Regions from separate parts of the Macaca fascicularis genome. Here region 2 is linked to region 1. Evidence: chromatin contacts called from public Hi-C data. All regions are on one chromosome and are shown on one strand. The core of a region is the stretch at or near the end of the contact, and the rest is flanking DNA. Distances in the headings are between cores, read along the strand shown. Region 1 holds the start of UQCC2 (ubiquinol-cytochrome c reductase complex assembly factor 2). Region 2 holds the start of BAK1 (BCL2 antagonist/killer 1).

Region 1 (5,483 bases), core at 1,787-4,286:
GGACTATCACAGCCTGAGCGAGAAGAAGCTAGGGTACAGGGGAAGGGAGCACCTTAAGAGGAAGCATCTGTTTGCGCTTCCTCTGGAGCCCAGCGTTCTTCTCAACCTCTCATTGTCCTTGCACCTCAAGCAGCATGAAAACCATTTGCTGCCACCTAATGTTACTTTTTGGTTGCCTAAGACAGAGGGACCTTGGCCCTGCCTTCCAGGACAGATGTGGACCAGCCAGGTGCTCTTTAAAGTTACAGCTATGAGAGCACCTCGGGGCAGCCAGCACAGCCCTAGGTGCCTGGACTTTGATAACAGATACAATTCTTGTCCTTTGTACCTCAGGGCTGTCATCAAAACTACATGGCTATGAGGTGAGGATGGAGCAGGGAGAGACTGTTGGGCTGGGAACCTGGGGAGGTTAATCAGGGGAGCTTTCTGGAGGAGGTGTCCTTGGGCGCCTCATTTTCCACTCCCCCTGACCTCTCCTTACCTCAGGCGGGCATCACACATTCTGGTCCCCAGAGGTTTTCCTTCAGTGGTTTACTCTTAACATCTTCGGAACAGTTAAAGTCATTCCAGTTAAAATCACCCACTGATCTTTCCTCAAATTAAACTCCTCCCTCTCTTTCCCACTGCCACCCCAGGCCTGCCTCTGGTTATTCTTGGAGCCATCCCTGATCTTCTCCCACTCTCCTCTGAACAGCAGGCCTGTGTTTCTCCAAACTTTCTAGCATTGTCTAACACTTCAGTTAAAGCTCTTGTCATCTGTAACTTTATGTCCTGGTTATGTACACATTCCCAGACTTGGCTGTCAACTTCTTGAAGGCAGGACTCTCCTAGATTTACCTTTAAAATGTAGGTAGGGCAAGAAGGAAAAGGTTTGGAGGAAGCAAAGTTTTGTACACATTGGATGGTCTTGGCTAAATACAGGACAGTAGAGATACACTGAGGCTTCCTTATGAAAAATGCAGATGGTGGGACAGTCTTTTGAGAACAAAAATCAGTTCACATGGTGATGTAGCTAGAGACATATAAGAGAAGACTTGGTAAAACAAACACATTTTAACGGGAGAAAGTATTTTGAAATCACATAGCTGTCAAGGAATTAATATCTGGAATATACAAAGAACTCCTAAAACTCAATAACAACAACAACAAAAAAAAACCCGATTAAAAACAGGTAAAGGACTTGAACAGGTATTTCTCTGAAGATATACAAATGGCTAAGCACATAAAAAGATACTCAATATCACTAATCATTAGAGAAACACAACTCAAAGCTACATTGAGATACAGCTCTCACCCATTACGATGGTTACTATCAAAAAACCAGAAAATAACAAATGTTGGTAAGGATGTGGAGAAATTGGAACCCTTGTGCACTGGTGGTGGGAGTGTAAAATGGTGCAGCTGCTGTGGAAGACAGTATGGCAGTTCCTCAAAAAACTTAAAATAGAATTACCATATGATCCAGCAATTCCACTTCTGGGTATATACCAAAAGAGTTGAAAGCAAAGTCTTGAGATGTCTGTACATCCATGTTCATAGCAGCATTACTCACAAGAGCTAAAACATGGAGGCAACCTAAGTGTCTATCAATGGATGCATAAACAAAATGTAGGACATACACGCAACGGAGTATTACTCAGCCTTAAAAAGGAAGGAAATTCTGACATATACTACAAAATGAATGAACCTTGAGGTGAAGATATTATGCTAAGCAAAATAAGCCAGTCGCAAAAATATTGCAGGATTCCACTTACATGAGGTACCTAGAGTAGTCAAAATCATACAGACAAAATAGAACGGTCGTTGCCAGGGGCTGGGGGGAGAGGGGGGAATGGGGATTTATTGTTCAATGAGTATAGAGTTTCAGTTTTACAAGAGTTAGGGAGATGGTGTGATGGCTGCACAATATTATTCAGTGCTATTTCATACCTATGAACTGTACACTTAAAAATGGCTGGCCGGGCACCGTGGCTCACTCCTGTAATCCCAGCACTTTGGGAGGCCGAGGCAGGCGGATCACCTGAGGTCAGGAGTTCCAGACCAGTCTGGCCAACATGGCAAAACGCCATCCCTACTAAAAATACAAAACATAGCCGGGCATGGTGGCGGGCCGCCTATAATCCCGGCTACTCCGGAGGCTGAGACAGGAGAATCACTTGAACCCGGGAGGCAGAGGTTGCGCCATTCACTGCACTCCAGTCTGGGTGACAGAGCAAGACTCTATCTCAAAAAAAAAAAGGTTAAGGCCAGGTGTGGTGGCTCACACCTGTAATCCCAGCACTTTGGGAGGCCAAGGTGGGAGGATCACTTGAGCCCAGGAGTTTGAGACCAGCCTGGGCCACATAGCAAGACCTTGTCTAAAACAAAATGGTTAAGATAGTAAATTTTGTTATGCGTATTTTACCACAATACAAAATTAATAAATTGTAAAAAAAAAAAACAAAAAAACAGTTTTTCTGAATCAACCCAGTTCGCATTGCTCATTCTAGAAAACCTGGGCCTCCCAGAGAAAAATGTTTGGCTTATGAGGGGTAGGAAGGGGGGAACAGAAGGGATACTAGCAGGGACTGGGCAGAGAGGAACAAGAACTAGGAAGCACTAAAGAAGGAACTGCGGCAGAGTACCAAGGGATAGTGACAAGTACAGGGGCACACACGAACAACGTTCAAACACATCTTCATCCAGTAACCTGTATTTACATGCAAATGTATTGGTTTATGCAAAACAGCGGAGGCCTCGGAGGAGGGTTTTTTAGTCTCAAGCTTGTGCAGTCATTGAAAAAGAGAAGCAAAGCTGTCCCTCAGGTACTCCACGTCCGCCTTGCCCCTGGGAGCTGGGCCGGTTCCAGGAGGAGGACGACTGAATTAGCTCGCTTTGCAGAGAAAGGCGAGCAGCGCCCCTACCCGGAGAGTAACTGGGCGCCTGCAAAGTCGCGCATGCCCACTTCGGCCTCCCGCCCCACTCCTAAGGCGGCGAGACTTAGTGCGCAAGTACCATCCATTGGCGGCGACTCCTCCCCCTAAGGCGGGAACACACGGGGCCCAAAATGGCGGCCAGCCGGTACCGGCGTTTTCTTAAGCTCTGTGAGGAATGGCCAGTGGACGAGACCAAACGGGGCCGGGACTTGGGCGCTTACCTGCGACAGCGGGTAGCACAGGCCTTTCGGGAGGGAGAGAATACCCAGGTGACCGGCGGGGAGGCGGCTGGGACGAGGGGAGGAAAGGACGAGGCAGGGGCGGGGCCAGCTAGCGCGCTATCAGCGGGATCTGCGCATGCGCGCGTCCTCCTTCCAGGCCGCACGTGAGCGCAGACCCCCGTTTCTCCCCAGGGAGCTACTGAGAGCTACGCTCTTTCTACTCAGCGCTCTCCCCCCGCTGCACTTTGGAATTGCCGAGGAAGCTTTTTTAAAACTCCAGATGGGCCGGGCGCGGTGGTTCACACCTATAATCCCAGCACTCTGAGAGGCGGAGGCGGGAGGATCGCTTGAGCCCAGGAGGTCAGCCTGGGCAACATAGTGGGACTCCGTCTCCGCAAATCAAAAAACAAACAAAAACTTAAGATACAGAATCTCTAGGGGTGGGATCTTGACCTCAGTGTTTTAAAAGCTCTCCAGGTGATTCAAGGTGCAGACAGTTGAGATCCACAACACCAGTGGCAGCTGGTGACAGCCTCAGCTTTTTGCTCCCGTGTCACGGTAACGTTACCTCATTATCTCGCAGTGTTGTGTATTGACTGAGCTAATCCCCAGTAAACTGCAGGTCCCGGCTAAGCGTTTGCGTTCTTCCTGAGCCCTGTAAGCCTGTGCAGCAGGTTTGGGTCCTCAGCTCATGTAGCTGTGTGTGAGTAGTAGGCCTACGTTCTTGCTCTCCTCCAGGTTGGCGCTGCAGCTCTGCGATTCATTCGTTCATATAGCTCGTATTTATTGAGCACCTACCATATGCCTGGAGCAGTGCTAGGGAAACAGCAGTGTAAAACAGGTGAAGTCCTGCCCGCATGAAGTTTTACATTGTAGTTCAGGACACAATAAACAAGTAGGTCTACATAAGACAGATAAGTACTGTGATCAATAGAAAATAGGGTAGCATGATAAAAGAGTAATGTTATTAGTCGGGTCTTTCTGAGGAGATGACACATAGGTAAGACCTAAGGCAAGAGGATGAGCCAGCCATGTACACTTGGCGGGAAGGACATTCCAGACACTGCGCATGCCCAAAGGCAGGAGGCAGATTGACATGTTCCAGGACAGAAAGAAAGCCAGAATGGCTGCAGGGTAGTGAGTAAGGTGGAGTTTGCTAAGGTGGAGGTCAGGAGCCAGACACAGTAGCATATTATCTGCTCTGATTAGCTGTTAGACCTCATTGTAAGGCCAGTGAGAAGTCACTGGGGATGTTTAGTGAGGGGACTGATGTGCCCTAATTTACTTTTTTTAAGACTATTCTGATTCTATGTGGTGAGTGGGCTATAGGGGGCAATAACAAAAAAGCAAGGCGGCTGGAGAGAAGCCGATTATGGTACTATAAGCGAGCGATGGTGGGGGGTTGGATGAGGATGGCAGCACAGAAGATGGGAGTGGCTGGATTCAGGTTATGTGCAGGTTGAGTCAGCAGGACTTGCTGATATGTGGGATGTGGGATAAAGGAAAAGAGAGGAACCAAAGATAGCACCTAGATTTTTTTTGGCCTGAGCATCTAGGTCTAAGATGGTGCCATTTACTGAGGCAGGAATAGGTGAAGTGTAGGAAGAATATCTTGAGTTCGGTGTTAAGCAGGTTAAACCTGAGATGCCAAGTACACTGATTTCCTAGTGGCAATGTCAAGTAGGCGTGCTATATTTGAGCTTGGGGCTCGGGCAAGAGACCAGAAATGAAATGAGATACATACACACACAGTCTGAAGAAATGACTTGCGAAACTTGGCCAAGACCTGTCAAAGAAGGAACATGGTCTTTTTTTTTTTTTTTTTTTTTTTTTTAGCTTAGCCCGAAACAGAGCCAAGCCAGCCCACCTAAAGGAGCAGGAGCACGCCCAGTGGCATCATTGTGACTGGACTGCTGATTGGCTGACAGCCTGGGGAGTGTCTGGCCCAGGTTATACAATACCCAGGGCCCTCCCATTGTTCATGGTGGTCTTCACTGGCCCAAAGTGGAAAGATCTTTAAGGCAAGAATCTTATCTAGTCCCAATTCTACAAACCCCGTGAGCTTCCTAAAGCTGTACTCCCTGCATGTTTTTAGTATGAGCTTCCTGAAAATAGAGATGATGCCATTTTTATCTTTCCCCCTCTCCCCTACCAGTGTCTAGCATAGTCCTTGGCCCATAAAAAACACTCAGTAAATGTCTGAATGGATAAGTAAATAATTGGTTGTGGCTCATGAGACAATTGTCTGAATATAGTTTCAGATGTAGCAGAACTAGACAAAGAGAAGTTGTGAAGAGTGAGAAAGGAATATTTGTGTGTTCTGAGTGGGGAGAATTGATTTGAGAGC
Region 2 (5,483 bases), core at 947-3,446, 140 kb after region 1:
CCATTTTTTTTTTTTTTTAAACAGAGTCTCATTCTGTTGCCATTCTGCTGCCCAGGCCAGAGTGCAGTGGCGTGATCTTGGCTCACCGCAAACTCCGCCTCCTGGGTTCACGCCATTCTCCTGCCTCAGCCTCCCGTGTAGCTGGGACTACAGGCACCCGCCACCATGCCTGGCTAATTTTTTTGTATTTTTAGTAGAGATGGGGATTTCACCATGTTAGCCAGGATGGTCTCGATATCCTGACCTCGTGATCCGCCTGCCTCGGCCTCCCTTTTTTGTATTTTTAAAAGAGACAGGGTTTCGCTGTGTTGGGCAAGCTGGTCTTGAACTCCTGGCCTCAGGTGATCTGCCTGCCTAGGGCTCCCAAGGTGCTGGGATTACAGGCGGGAGCCACCATGCCCGGCCTTTTTTTTTTTTTAGACAGAACTCTCCCTCTGTTGCCCTGGTACGATCACAGCTCACTGCAGCCTCAACCTCCTGGGCTCAAGCAATCCTCCCACCTCAGCCTCCCCAGTAGTTAAGACCACAGGCATACACCACCATGCTTTGCTAATTTTTTTTTTTCCATATAAGCAGGGTATTGCTGTTGCCCAGGCTGGCCTGGAACTCCTGCACCTGGCCTCAAGCGATTCTCTTGCCTTGGCCTCCCAAATGGCTGGGATGGGATTATAGGCAGCCTGGAGGGGTGATGGGATTATAGGCGTGACACACCACAGCTGGCTGCCTTTTTTGTTGTTGTTGTTGAGACAGGGTCTTGCTCTGTCACCCAGGCTGGAATGCAGTGGTGCAAACATGGCTCACTGCAGCCTCAACTTCCGCAGCTCAGGTGATCCTCCTGCCTCAGTATCCTAGGTAGCTGGGACCACCACACGCACAGGTGTGAACCACCATACCCAGCTAGTTTTTAATTTTTTTTTCTGTAGAGACATGGTCTCCCTTTGTTGCCCAGGCTGGTCTTGAACTCCTGGGGTCAAGTAATCCTCCCACCTCGGCCTTCCAAAGTGTTGGGATTACAGGCGTGAGCCACCGTGCCCGGCCTCTATTGAGTTTTAATCTCCGTTTACTTCACTATCACCTTCAGGATTTCAGATCTCCAGAGACCACCAAGGTGCATGGTGCACAGGTCTGAATTGCAGGTTGAATCTCAATTTAGTATTAGTATTCCCCAACGCGACTACAGAACTGATTTTTTTTTTTTTTTTTTTTTGAGACGGAGTCTGGCTCTGTTGCCCAGGCTGGAGTGCAGTGGCTGGATCTCAGCTCACTGCAAGCCCCGCCTCCCGGGTTCACGCCATTCTCCTGCCTCAGCCTCCCGAGTAGCTGGGAGTACAGGCAACCGCCACCTCGCCCGGCTAATTTTTTTTGTATTTTAGTAGAGATGGGGTTTCACCGTGTTAGCCAGTATGGTCTCGATCTCCTGACCTCATGATCCGCCCGTCTCGGCCTCCCAAAGTGCTGGGATTACAGGCTTGAGCCACCGCGCCCGGCCCGAACTGATTATTACTATTTTTTTTTTTTTTTTTTTTTTTTTGAGATGGAGTCTTGCACCGTCCCCCGGGCTAGAGTCCAATGGTGCGATCCTGGCTCACTGCAACCTCCGCCTCCCGGGTTCAAGCGATTCTCCTGCCTCAGACTTCTAAGTAGCTGGGATTACAGGCACCCGCCCACCACGCCCAGCTGATTTTGTTAGCCAGAATGGTCTCAATCTCTTGACCTAGTGATCCGCCCGCCTCAGCCTCCCCAAGTGCTGGGATTACAGGCATGAGCCACCACGCCCGGCCCAGAACTGATTATTAACCCAGCTCAGTGACCTTTAGAGAGCACCTTAAACCAGCTGAGCCTCTGTTTGTTCATCTGAATGGGTATTGTCAACAGCACTCACTTACAAGAGTTGTTGAGAAGATCCAACGAGACAATAGTTGCTAAAGTGCCAGGCATGCAGCAGTGCTTAAGAAACTTCTCACCCTGGGTTTTTTATTGGTATTGATTGATGTAGAGATGGGGGAGAAGATCAAAGACAAGGATTGAGAATCAGGGATGGGAAAAGCAGTGGGCCACTGACAGCCGCTCTGCCTGGCTGGGAGGTGGGGTGGGGAAAGTGGGCGGGAGCTGCTCCTGGGCCTGGCCCACCCAGATCACCCCTCCGGGCTGCAGGCCTGTGCGTCTGCATCCGGTGGCCACAGAGCAACTTCCTCTAGAGGGAGCTGATTGGAGCCGGTTGCCGCTGGCACCTCTATGATCACTGGAGTCTCGCGGGTCCCTCAGGCAGCACAGGGACAAGCAAAGGCTACATCCAGATGCCAGGAATGCACTGACGCCTGTTCCTGGAAGCCGAGCTCCCACTCAGCCCCTGGGAGCAGCAGCCGCCAGCCCCTCGGGACCTCTCTCTCTGCCCTGCTGAGCCACCCGGGTTGGGCCAGGATCCTGGCAGGTAAGCTGGAAGGGTCCTGCCCGTCCTCCCAAATCTCAGCAGCCCCAGCCCCAGGGTGGGGCAGGGAGCCTGCCAGGAGCCGGGTGGGGAAGGGGAAGCTCAAAGCTTACCTGGGCAGGTCCGCCTGCCCGGCTGGGGACCTGATCGTGGCAAGCCTACTTCTGGCTGCCCCTCACAGCTTCCCCTCTTGCCCCAGCCCTGGATGCCGGAGAACTGTGAGAACTGGGTCCTTTAACAGTCTGGGAGATGGGGGTGGAGGTCAGAGCCAAGGTCAAGGGCAGAGAGAGAACTTTCTCAGCGCTTCCTGCTGCCCAACATCCCTAGACTGGGTCCAGGGCCTGGCCAGGCATGTATCCCTGGGGAACATTCATCAGGGCCCAGCAAGCCCAGGAAGTCGGGGGTGGCTCCCCTCACCGGGAATTTAGGCCACTTGGATTGGGGGACAGAGCTAGGCCTGAGTCAGCATAGGTTGCTGGCCTTGGGGGGTGTCCTGAGGCTCTACCTGCTCCCCTCAGGAGCCTGGGTTGTTGGTAGAGGGAGTTGGGGGTGCCGTCAGCATCCTCTGGCCCTACTGTCCTGAGGGTGCTGGGTTCTGGAGACTGGGGAAGAAGGAAGGCCATCTTATTTAAGGAGCTCCGGGGGGGTGGGGGTTTTATTTTTTGTTTTTTGAGACAGAGTCTCACTCTGTTGCCCAGGGTCGAGTGCAGTGGCGCGATTTCGGCTCACTGCAACCTCTGCCTCCCAGGTTCAACCGATTCTCCTGCCTCAGCCTCCCGAGTAGTTGGGACTACAGGCGTGCGCCACCATGCCCAGCTAATTTTTGTATTTTTAGTAGAGACGGCGTTTCATTATGTTGGCCAGGCTGGTCTTGAACTCCTGACCTCGTGGGCCACTGTGCCCGGCTGCAAAGTTCTGTTTTAACAAGGCCTTGCCCCTAGAGGTGGAGGAAAGGAGAGTCTGCCTTCGCCCTGTCCGTGTCCGGCAGAGCAAGGAGTGGGGAGCTGGGTGAGGGCACAGGTGGTCCAGTCCTCCTCCACCCCTTCTCGAGAGCTCTTGGGGCAGTTTCGAAAACACTCCCAGGCCTAGCGGAAGGAGGGTGGGCGAAGGTCCCCAGGCCCTGGGCGGTGGGGGTGGGGCTGTGTGCTTGGCCCAGGGTGGGGCTGCACACCCCCTGCCTCTGAGATAGGAGGAGGGCGCTTTCCTTCTGAGGGCCGGAGGGTGCCTGGGGAAATGGGGCTCTGGGAGGGGTGCAAACTGAAAGTGAAACAGCTGACATCCAGGAAACGCCCTGATGAGGGGTCACAGCACGTTGGTGCTGCGGTCGGGACCAGGCAAAGAGGAAAGTTGGCTGGGGACAGAAGACTAGGTGTGTGGTGGGAATACGAGGCAGGTTGTGGGGCTTCGAAGAAGGCCCTGATCCTGAGGGCTCCCTCCGGTCACTGCAAGGCAGGGGTGAGGAAGGCACAGGCAGGAGGTAAACAGGGAAAGTTGCCCTGAGAAGGGACACCCTCTGAGGTCCACAAACAAGAAGAAATCTTAAATGCTTGTTGAGTACATGGACTCATGGAGATTCAGACAAACAACCCGACTTTCCGTCACTAATGATGTGACCTCGGGCACTCAACTCTTTATGCCTCACTTTTCCAGGCTGCAAAGTGGGTATGATGGTGCTCACCCTGCTGGGTTCATGTGAGTTTTCAATGTTCAACACCCAGAGTGCTCCTAAGTGGGAGAGTATATCTTAGGCTCTCAGGAAATGTTTGCGGCTAACAGCCCAGAGTTAAAAAACAGGTGTGTTCTGACCAGCCAGAGGGAAGTAGGGCCTCTGAGGGCAGCCTTCATGGGCCATTGGCTGGGCAGTGGCTCGCTTGCAATAAGCATGTGCTGGGTGGGCTGCAGGAGGCCCCAGGAACAGCTAAAACCCCCCAGGCTCTTGCCCCAGGAGTGGTATGAGCTTGAGAGCCAGCGGGCACTGCTGCAGCCACACTCTCCTCGAGGGTGCAGATACCTCAGTCTGCCCTTGGCTGCCTCACCTTCTTACCCTGTCTCCCTCGAAGGGTCACCAGTGAAGTGCTCAGAAGTTGTTTCCTCCCAGCAGACTTCACTGGGACCCATGCTGGAGTGAGAATAAAAAGTCCCAGAGGAAGCCAGGCACAGTGGCTCACACCCGTAATCCCAGCACTTTGGAAAGCAGAGGCAGACTCACAGGTCAGGAGTTTGAGACCAGCCTGGCCAAAGTCCCAGAGGACTGAGGGCCTTTCTGGGAATGGGGAACCCTCTCTCCTATGTGGACATGGCAACCTGTCTGGGGTCCCCAATCACAGGTCCATGCTCACCCCATCTCTGCTTTTTCTCGCCCATCCCCGCAGGCTGACCCCGTCCTCCACTGAGACCTGAAAAATGGCTTCGGGACAAGGCCCAGGTCCTCCCAGGCAGGAATGCGGAGAGCCTGCCCTGCCCTCTGCTTCTGGTAAGGGTCTTCCTGCCCCTCACCCATCCCATAACCATGAGTGCTGTCATAAGGATGGAAGGAGCAGGACTCAGAGGCAGGCTCCTTCACCTCGGTTCACCCACTGTGGGTGGGAACCCACGGGCTCAGAGGCTGAAGCTGCTGTCAAGGTTAAGCCTGGGAGGGGGAGGAGTCTGGACTGGGGAGGGCCTGGAGGTTGGGAGAGGCCAGGAAGTGAGTGTAAGGTGGGCACAGTGCCACCGGAGCAGAGGGCGGGGTCAGGGGCGAGGGAGGCAGGAAGTAGAGTGAGGTCTGGCTGCTGTATCCCTCCAGCTGGAGAAATAAGGAAGTAAGCTGGCCAATCACCCAGTCAGGTCTGCTCAACAGGGAACGCAATTATTGTGACTTGGGGAGGAAGTAAGATGGCTGCCCTCCTTCCTTCTTCCCAGGGGACAGCCAGGGAAGCCCCAGCTCACACCCCACGGTGGGCTGTTCCCTGGACTTGGGAATCAGCTCCCAGGTCTGTCACTATCTCCCTGTGTGACTTTTCTGGGTTGAGGCTACAATTTCAGATTTTGTTTCCCACATTTCCCTGCACACAAA

Evidence for each region. Hi-C and Micro-C count contacts between places; a contact is called where the count stands out from the background.
Region 2: a contact with region 1 is called in a Hi-C map of liver, with 3 times the contacts expected there. The contact joins the promoter of BAK1 here to the promoter of UQCC2 in region 1. A contact is called at or near these places in 2 of 2 Hi-C or Micro-C datasets (liver and skeletal muscle).

Annotation. Positions count from the first base shown.
Region 1 is chr4:137,977,560-137,983,042 of T2T-MFA8v1.1, forward strand. It overlaps UQCC2 (ubiquinol-cytochrome c reductase complex assembly factor 2), which reads left to right and starts at 3,037. Exons shown (of 4, transcript XM_005553282.4): 1 at 3,037-3,184. The coding sequence starts at 3,047.
Region 2 is chr4:138,115,752-138,121,234 of T2T-MFA8v1.1, forward strand. BAK1 (BCL2 antagonist/killer 1) reads left to right here and starts at 2,197. Exons shown (of 7, transcript XR_012433899.1): 1 at 2,197-2,431; 2 at 4,801-4,901.